Linked DNA regions of Mus musculus: regions 1 and 2 are each linked to region 3. Evidence: chromatin contacts called from public Hi-C and HiChIP or PLAC-seq data. All regions are on one chromosome and are shown on one strand. Each heading gives the region's core, a stretch centred on a gene start, on an enhancer-like site or on the middle of the called end of the contact. The rest is flanking DNA. Distances are from core to core; before and after follow the strand shown.

Region 1 (3,092 bases), core at 506-3,005, 440 kb before region 3:
ATAAAATGAAGCATAAGAGAGAGGTAAGGGATGGAGTGTCTATGCAGAGAACGTTTAGCCGTTGATCTTGGAGATCAAGCTGAGTCAGGAGGGAAATGGGGACCCAGCTGAGGTGAAGGCCCAGGTTATGGCTCATGTCTGTGGGGCTGGAGACTTGGAGGAAAAACACAGGCAAAGAGCTGGAAAGATAAGGATCCGGTGAGAGGGAGGGTGGTTGAGCTAAGCTCATAGCGGGTTATAGTGATGGAGAATGACGAACTGGAAGGTATGACAGAAGTGGAGAGCTGTGTCATGGGATGAGAAGACACTGAGATGCTGGGTAAGAAGAACATAATGAACAGAAATCAATGAGTGGGATCCAAGTTGGCACCCAAATGTGCAGGAATCTGCATTCAAGTGTAATATAATAAATTTTAATAGAAAGTTGGAAGTCAAAAATAAACATAAAAAAGAAAATGAAACTATATGTTATTCTCCTACGCACAAAAAGCCTCTCTCAATAACTGAGGATGTATCATCCCCGTGTGCCTTATATATGTGTGTCATACAAAAATGAGTCATTTTAGAACATCAGCGATTGAATGCTGTAGTATGGGCAGCTTTTCCCATTAATTAATATTCTTATATATTTATTTAATGACTATATAGGATGTTGCTTCAAACATACGCTAATTAGTCATCCAGTCCTATGATACAAAGTTTAAATTGGTTTCAGTTTTTACTGTTAGAAACAATAGGCGGATGAATGGGATTTCAGATGCCTTTGTACAGAGCTGTGACTGCTTATTCCTTGTGAAAAAGACTCTAGATTTATTGGGCAATTCCTCCCTCTGATGACCAAAGGGTATTCAGTATTTTGAGGCTTTTGGTACATACTGTTCTCTGGGCACCAAGCTGTCCTCTGAAAATATTTTACCAGTTTATAGCCATCTCAGTGGGATATGATAATGCTCAGGTCTCATATAATCTTTTTTTTTTTTTACCATGACCCCTAAAAAGGTATTTACTTTGGGAGATTGCTCAAATCCTTTCTGACTCTAGTCTGATGTTTCCACGGTGAGAATATGTGCTAGCATTTATTGGCTGTTGAGCCACAGGGCTAGAAGGCTTAACCTCCCATCAGAAGGCTTGGGGTGCCATTTTTAAATTGTTAGAAAGTTTTGTCCTAAAGCAGCACAGGATGGCAAAGTGGCTCCAGATGAAGGAAGAGGCTGCCAGCTATCTTGTCCTTAGGTGTTTTTTGTAGTGGCCCATCTTCCCTCCAGCTCGTACTTTCTCTGAGTATTGGTGTTCCTATTTCACAGACCATCATCCTTGCCGGCTCATTCTCAACACCCATGGACAGGAAGGTCACTCCAACAACAAACATGCTTGGATAGACTCTTCCTGCCTCCTGGCCCCTTCTTGCCAATTCAGCTCTTACTAGGAATTTGAGTTCTGCCTGTGCCTTTGTGGCCTGATATCTTCCATTTCACCTTAGATAACACTTAGTGAGCTGCTCTGTGGTTTATGGTGACACTCTCACGGTGGCACACCCATAATAATAGAAGCCCGCATATATACATTCTTCATTTCTCACGAGTCCTTCTCTCTTCTCCCTATCTGCATCTCTTGTCCAACCAACAGCATTTCCTTCTCGGTCTCCTCTCTAGAGAATTTTAAAAAGCTGTGGCTGTCGTCATCTTCCTGTGGCCACAACATGATTCACCGGCCAGTTAAGACGGTTTGACTCCAAGAGCAGAATAAACAAGAATCACTGATAAGGAGGGGGGAGGTTCCTCCTGTGACAGCACAGGGTTGCATAAGGCTCATTGTTCACCTTCAAAACAATGGCTTGTGATTGGAAAACAAAAAGAGACCATAAGAATGAACTAGCACCTGAATAAATGAAGTGATGTTTGAGAAAGCTCTGGCTTACGCAGACTGTTATCAGGGTATCCAGAAGTTGAGTCATGGTTTTCCCTTTTGCTAAGAGCTTGTTTGAAAGTGTCATTAGAACACCAATGAGTTTAAATAGAAGGAAAATGTTTTAGCTCCTTAGCACAATTGTTGTCCTTCAGAAGGGACTGAGAAGCAAAATCTGTGTCCAGACAATGAAATCTCACTCCAGTTGTTTAGTGCCAGATTAGGGTATCGTTTGTAGGGATAAGCCTGTATTTTTATATGCTGTTTCTCTAAGACTTCCATATGTGAACACACATGCACAGGTACTGGTTCAATTAACACGACATTATTTTTTTTAACAGACACATATGTACACCTAAAATGAGAGTTGTGTCTGTAAATGCTGTAGTCTTGTCCTAGAAAGAAGAACTTGCGTGAAGTGTGGGTTTTAGAGGGACTCTCTCTCTCCCCTCCCCTTGTTCTAAGTACAGGCTAGTGACTGTCATTAGTGCTGATCGTAGGAGCATGTGCCAAAGGGTGACAGAAGAGCAGTAATCCTTCATGTCAGCTGCTGGGTGTGATGCCACAGAGATGCAGGTCCTCCGAGGCTGCCAGGCTGCCTCCCTGCTCTGGGAAGTGGAAGCCAGTGATAAATGTCAATACACTTCCAATGGTTGGGAGTGAACCGGGCCTGTCTGGATCCTATGCAGGGGTGGCAGAGCTCAGGATCTAGCTGCCAGATGGCACTTAGGAACTAGGCACGTGGGATGCTTGGGGGAGGTTTTATTAGCAGAGACAAGTGGCCAGGCACCTCTGGGTGCCACCTTGTCCCCTCTAAGGACTCTCTTTCACTGCAGTGCACGTTCCAAGTTTCCTTTTAAATACCCATTAAGCACACATAAATACCCATTAAGCACACAACCATTCCCTTCCCCATTCCAGTGGCCGTGTTGAGATGCGACTGGAGAATATTGGATAAGGGGAATCACTGAAATAGGCAAGTGGATGCAGGGTGTCATGGAACAAAGCCTTGTTGCAGGGAGACCACCCCACTGTCAGAAGAAAGGATTTTTGTTATAGGTGGATTTTGTTTTGTTTTAGTGAGTGACAACATTTCTTTCGAAAGATATCGTCAGAGTGGAAAGGGAGATGTCGCTAGGACTCACTTCCTGACTCCCTGAAAGTGAGTCTGTGGGACAGCACTCAGC
Region 2 (3,003 bases), core at 493-2,992, 280 kb before region 3:
TTAGTCCAACAATGGCTGTCTTCCAATGGAAGGTTAAGAATCCAATAGCTGTTCAGTCCATGACGTTGGATGTCTTAGCTGGTTTTCAGTATACTCTAGAATCCCAAAGAAGTAGGCTCTGATACCAGTGAAGGAATGGACTTGCAAGCAGGAGTGAGAACAAGCAGGCAAAAAGAGCCATTATCTTTCTCCATTCCCTTTTGAGAAATTGCCAACAGAAGGTATGGCCCAGAATGAAAGTATATCTTCCTACTTCAAAGTATCTGGATTAAAAGTGGGTTTTCCCTTCCCCTATTCTGCCATATGGTGGCAAGGGCCTGCGGGTCTCCAGGCTCCCACACCCCAAAGTTGGAAGAGTGGTTTGCAGCTCTCCTGAGCAGCAAAGTAGAGTTGGCTCTGGTGGCCTGGACACAAGCAAGCCAGTCCTAAGGCCAGGAGAGTGGATGAGATGGCCTTACCCCTCAACTGATCAAAGCAGGAGAGCTGAACTCAGTTTCCACCCAGGCAAATATCCAGGGCTTTGAGTTGACCTACCCCCAGCATCTACACCATCTACAGAGCACGTGGAAGGGCTGGTTCTGCAGATCCAAAGCTGTAGGGTCTCCATGACACAGGGCAACAGTAGGACTTGAGAGGAGTTTCGGTGAGGATGCAGGATTGATGGAGTAGAAGGAGCCAGAGGCCCTGAGCCAGGGCAACCACTCACTACAATGAACAATTTTAAGTAAAAGCTCTTTGGGCAAAAGGGTGTATTGTGTGACACACCATGATACACCACTACTTCCACAGTGAGACTTTTGTTGCTATTTTTTGGTCTTTAAAAATTTTTTATTTTATTTTATTTTTCTTTGGTGGGAGGAGGTTGCAAGGGTGGAAGGCAAATATGAAGAGGTGAGTTGAGTAGGATTGTGGTACATGATATGAAATTTATAGATAATCAATTAAAAAATTTAAAAAGTTGGTCTTCCCACTTTAAATGATTTAATTAAGGGAAAAAAATCCTTCAAAGGTGTACCCAGCTGCATGGGTTATAGTTAATTCCAGATGTCGTCAAGTTGACAACCAAGAATAGCCAACACACTCTTCACAATTGAGTTTCCTCCTGAATGAAATAATAACTATTGTAGTTGGTCATTGAAGAGACTGGACCAATGGATGTATTTAGATTTAAATGGACATATTACACTTAGGATGTGAAAGCACACATAGTACAGATCCCCATTCCCAATTCTGAACAGACATAACCAATCAAATACAGCACTCCTTCCCCAGAACCTGTTAGAAATCTGTACTCTTTTTGTTTGTTTTTGAGACAGGGTTTCTCTGTCTAGCCCTGGCTATCCTGGAACTTGCTCTTTAGACCAGGATGGCCTTGAACTCACAGAGATCTGCCTGAGTCTGTCTCCCAAGTGCCGGGGTCAAAGGCGTGTGCCACCCCCACCACCTGTCAGACACCTGTACTCTTAACAAAGCTACTTTATTTAGGTAGTTGTTCATTGCTTAGCTCACCAAATGGAAACTATTGAGTCCAGCAGAAAATCTAGCTGAAGGGACAGAGAAAATCTTTTCCTTCACACCAGTCTTCTACACCCAACAGTCTGTCGGAATAACGCATAGCTTGATTAGAAACAAACAATGCCTTAACTGCCTTAACGGAGAAGTTTGGCACTGAGACCAGGCAGCCTGTTGTGTAGGCACAGGGTTTTCAGCTGCCTCAGACCGTCTATTCATACAGAAACAAGCAGCCATGAGGACAGTCCCTGCTGTCCTCATTCTTCATCCGCTACGGAACAGCAGCAACTGCTAAGCCACCGACCACAAAGAGAAAGGTCACTCTCTCACAAAACACACCACAGTCCCACCGAGGCGCTCAGGAAGAGCACGCACACTTCAAAGCCAGCCGTGGAGGGAGACACGCAGATGAGCCACCACTCAAGAACACTCATCTCACGAAAGGAGTATCTCCACCGAGGACCCAGCCCTCGGGAGGTCAAACCCTTCACAGAAAAACCCACATCATAAAAGCTGCATTCAACCAACAAGGGTGTAATCAACAGTGGGGGGAGACACGGGGGTGGGGGTGGGGGGAGGTAGCTTGTGGAGGCAGAACAACAGGGATGGCTGGTGCCCTCGGGGGAAGGTGATGCTTTCACATCAAGTAGGAAAGCTGAGATTCCTCTGTCCTCTGTCGCTTCCACAACCCTCTGTGAGCGCAGGGAGTTGATTCTCTCATGAGGCTCAGATGAACAAGGCAGTTCTTTGAAACGCAGAGGAAGAGAGGTTCCTGTGGGGCACAGGACACTCATGAGACACATGAGAGAGTGGAAAAAGTAGAAATCCTGAGACTTTCCTATCCTGGGACCTCCCTCATGTGAACATTCCAGTCCAACCTCATTCCCACCATTCTCTTAGAGAAGTTAGTAGGAGATAGCAGAGCAGCCATTCTGACTTCTTTACCACTCTTTGTGGTTTTTTAAAGGTGAAAGCAAATGGCATCATGGTCACTCACAGCTGAGCAAAAGACAATAGAGGGCTTGCTCATATGTTGGCCGGATGGATGCTGCCAAAAGTCTTCAGATGAGCTAGGAGGGTGGCTCAGTGCTCTAGTGCCTGCCCAGCTTATGTAGGGGCCTGGGTCTAGCATGACAAATAAATAATGATAATAATTATTAAGTAAATTAATAAGTATTTTGGATTCAAGAGAGAACACTAGAGAGTTCTTTCCAACTGCATTACCATAGCCATCTGTTTAGGACAAGAGAGCAAAGCCCTCAGAAACAAAATCTTTATATCTTTGAGATGAGCAATACTTCTCTTCCGGGATTGCTTAAGTGGAGAGAAGAAGAACAAAACATAATACATCCATAATACAGTGTGTTTTAGGCACTATGGCAATGTCATCATGTCCACTGTCTCTGTTATTCAAATGATCAATAGATCCAGAAAGAGCCCAAAGACAATCTGTGAGTGAATCTGTGCAATGAAAATGAAAGGTGTGGCTTC
Region 3 (3,064 bases), core at 31-2,530:
TAGGGGCGGGGATCGTTTTTGAAGTATTATTTCATGAGTATTTTCTAAGCACCACAAGGCAGCCTCTGCCCTTGGCACAAGTGTTGCCAAGGTGAACGTGAAATCTAAGGCTTTGGATTGGTTACGTTTCAAATTGCTGTGACCGTATGCATGACAAGAAGCATCTTGAAGGAGAATGGCTTGCTTTGACTCACAGGTTGAAGGGATCAGCCCATCACTGTGGGAAAAGAATAATATAGGCAGAGGCATGAGGTGGTGTGTCCTGCTGCATCTACAGTCTAGAAGCAGAGAGTTAAGCAGCAAATGGGGCTGAGTAATGGAACCTCAAGACCCTCCTACTCCCTCTGGTGAGGCTCCGTCTCCTAAAATCTCTCACGCTCCCCAAACTGTACCACCCGCTTGGGACCAGGTATTCACATGCATGAGTGTATGGGGGAGAGGAGCATTTCACTTTCAAACTGTCACATGGTACGCGTGCTCTTTGGACCTCGCATTCAAGGGAGGAAATGGGTTGGCTAACGCAAGCCACTATCTTTGATTGACCTAAGAGCTCCGAAATGAATTGAACATGTAAATGTCAACAAGTGGGAAGTTACTCTTACTAACTTTTTGGCAGATGCTGGGGATAGAACCCACTGCTTTGTGCATGATAAGTCAGCCCTCTGCTGCTGAGCAACACTGTCCTGGAGGGTAACTGTTTTCAGTACAGTCATACCTTGCTCTGTGACATTGCCTCTGTGAATCAGGGCTGTGAAGATGTAGTGTCAGGCTTGAACAGGAAGCCACCAGCCACTGGGGAGCTGCAGGAGCAGTACCAGGCATGACAGGGACCAGAGATTTTCCTCTGGAGCCTTGAGGAAAGCCTCCTAGCCCCGCCCAGTCTTAGTGATTGTAGCCTGTGAAGTCAGAAACTGTGTGAAAGCATTGTTCCAGACTAGCATAAGTGGGCTGTCATCGTCAGTCACTTCTGTCACCACATACTTTTAGAAACTTTCTTGGCTTGGTGGGTTTTGTACTATCTGCCATCAGAAAGGTCTACTTCCCAGGAGTCTTCCTTTGGCCATTACCGTATTCCTTCCCTGCTAGATCTCAACCCTTTGATTTCCTGGACCCCCATGGCATCCTAAACTTCGTCCTTAAGCTTGGCTTTCCAGTCTCAGTGACTCCTACTACAGGCCTGACTGTGTTTCATTAGCAAGCACTTTACACCACTGTCAGGCCACTGATGGAGACTGTTGATGAGAGAAGATCAGCCCCTAACATTCCCCCACCCCCAGTCCCTCCCTGGGGTGACCTCAGTCTATTGTGCGGCTTTGTTTATCATCTTTTAATCATTACAACTGTTAGTCTCTAACCTGATCTTAACAGGTTCTTCAAGGGACAGCAGACAGTCATGCTGAGACTTGATGACAAGATTAGGTAAACCTGCTTTGTTGGAGGAATCTGTGTCCAGGCTGGCCTTGGAGAAACTTAAGTCTCAGAATACAGTGGTGGTGGTGTACACCTCTAATCCTAGCCCTCGGGAGGCAGTGGATCTCTGAGCTGGAGGCCAGCCTGGTCTATAGAGTGAGTTTCAAGATAGCCAGGGCTACACAGACAAACCCTGTCTATGAAAAATCAAAACAAAACAAAACAAAAAAATTGCTCAGTTCCTTCTTGGCCCCTGTGAATGCCACTTGCTCTGAGCCTCTGACTAGTGGCTGCTGCCTATGGCTAACTCTGGTCATCACAGGAACTTGCTGTTTTTAATCTGCTGTCCTTCTGATTATGATCTTTGCCTTCTAAAGCTCTATAATGATTAATCTTCATAATCAACTCGGTCTAAGTTCCTAGCAGACTAGTCCTCTCCTAGGTAACAACTGCAAAACCTGTATAAAATTAAGAAGCAAAGCCAGATACAATGAAACACGCACATACATATGCTCACACACATGACACACATTTATATGAGCACACACACACACATGCATATGCCCACACATTACACACACATGTGTATGTGCACACACATATGCCCACACACATGACAAACATGTATATGTGCACACACACACACATATGCCCACACACATGACAAACATATATATGTGCACACACACACATATGCCCACACACATGACAAACATGTATATGTGCACACACACACATGCATATGCCCACATATTACATACACATGTGTATGTGCACAAACACACACACACACACACACACACACACACTCATATATGCACATTGATGGTTAATCTTCATTGTCAACCTGTTGGGATTTAACATCACCATGAAAACGCACCTCTGGGGTGTGTCTGAAGTTGTTTCTAAAAAGATTTAACAGGGCAGGGAACACTCTGAATGCTGGCTGCACCATCCTATGGGTTGAGGTCTGAATAAAATAGAGAGAGTGAATAGAAGACCAACATTTGTGTCTTTTTCCTCCTGCAAATGATCAGCTGCCTCCTTCTCTGATGGACCTTCCTGCCCTGATGACCTGTCCTCTTAAACAACAAGCCAAGATAAGCCGTTCTTTATGTTGCCTTTGTCAAGCATTTTGTTACAACAAGACATGGGTGCGGGTGACCGTGAATGTTTTCTCCCTTCCTTTTCATTACTATATTTGTTCAACCTACCAATGCTCTCTAACTCCATCACAATGTGGCAGACACTGGATTCAAGAGTGCAAAGGCAATGAGATGCTTGGGCTTTGGACAGGATTTGTAAGCTCCTAGCCGACTTACCTCCCTGTAGGATAACATCTACGCGCTCTGGACAAAAATGAAAAGCCAAAGCAAAAGGGAAATACCAGTCCTAAAGAAACCAGAGTACTATAGCATTAATCAAAATCTCTTCCTCCTCCTTTTCCTCCTCTTCTTCCTTTTCCTCCTCCTCCTCCTTCACACCCTCTGTGCTACAGATTGAACCCAGAGATGTATATATGCTAGACAACCATTCAGTACCCCTGAGCTACACTACTGCTCTGAGGGAGGGTATTTAAAGAAAAAAGAGTAAATGAGGTAGCCTTGGCAAATCTCAAGAACACTTAAAGCCCTCTTTACCTGTCACTTCATTC

What was found. Hi-C and Micro-C count contacts between places; a contact is called where the count stands out from the background. HiChIP or PLAC-seq counts read pairs in DNA pulled down with a chosen protein or histone mark.
Region 1: a contact with region 3 is called in an H3K27ac HiChIP or PLAC-seq map of extraembryonic endoderm stem cells. The contact joins two enhancer-like sites. A contact is called at or near these places in 3 of 484 Hi-C or Micro-C datasets (ECoMG-derived neutrophils, extraembryonic endoderm stem cells and group 2 innate lymphoid cells), 3 of 115 datasets of contacts at active chromatin or transcription factors (acute myeloid leukemia, astrocytes and extraembryonic endoderm stem cells) and 1 of 9 other capture datasets (embryonic stem cells).
Region 2: a contact with region 3 is called in a Hi-C map of group 2 innate lymphoid cells, with 4 times the contacts expected there. The contact joins two enhancer-like sites. A contact is called at or near these places in 1 of 484 Hi-C or Micro-C datasets (group 2 innate lymphoid cells), 2 of 115 datasets of contacts at active chromatin or transcription factors (CD8 T cells and differentiating embryonic stem cells) and 1 of 9 other capture datasets (embryonic stem cells).

The regions. Positions count from the first base shown.
Region 1 is chr5:75,825,159-75,828,250 of GRCm38.p6, reverse strand. No RefSeq gene overlaps it. Among named protein-coding and RNA genes, the nearest start is that of Gm32727, 150 kb to the left of the region's middle. Within about 2 kb of position 1,755, at least 70 of the 459 cell types and tissues checked have an H3K27ac peak or open chromatin away from gene starts, as enhancers often do. A contact at or near this core is called in extraembryonic endoderm stem cells and group 2 innate lymphoid cells, where this site is marked.
Region 2 is chr5:75,661,405-75,664,407 of GRCm38.p6, reverse strand. No RefSeq gene overlaps it. Among named protein-coding and RNA genes, the nearest start is that of Gm32558, 12 kb to the left of the region's middle. Within about 2 kb of position 1,742, at least 20 of the 459 cell types and tissues checked have an H3K27ac peak or open chromatin away from gene starts, as enhancers often do. A contact at or near this core is called in group 2 innate lymphoid cells, where this site is marked.
Region 3 is chr5:75,384,122-75,387,185 of GRCm38.p6, reverse strand. No RefSeq gene overlaps it. Among named protein-coding and RNA genes, the nearest start is that of Gm24502, 180 kb to the left of the region's middle. Within about 2 kb of position 1,280, at least 13 of the 459 cell types and tissues checked have an H3K27ac peak or open chromatin away from gene starts, as enhancers often do. A contact at or near this core is called in extraembryonic endoderm stem cells and group 2 innate lymphoid cells, where this site is marked.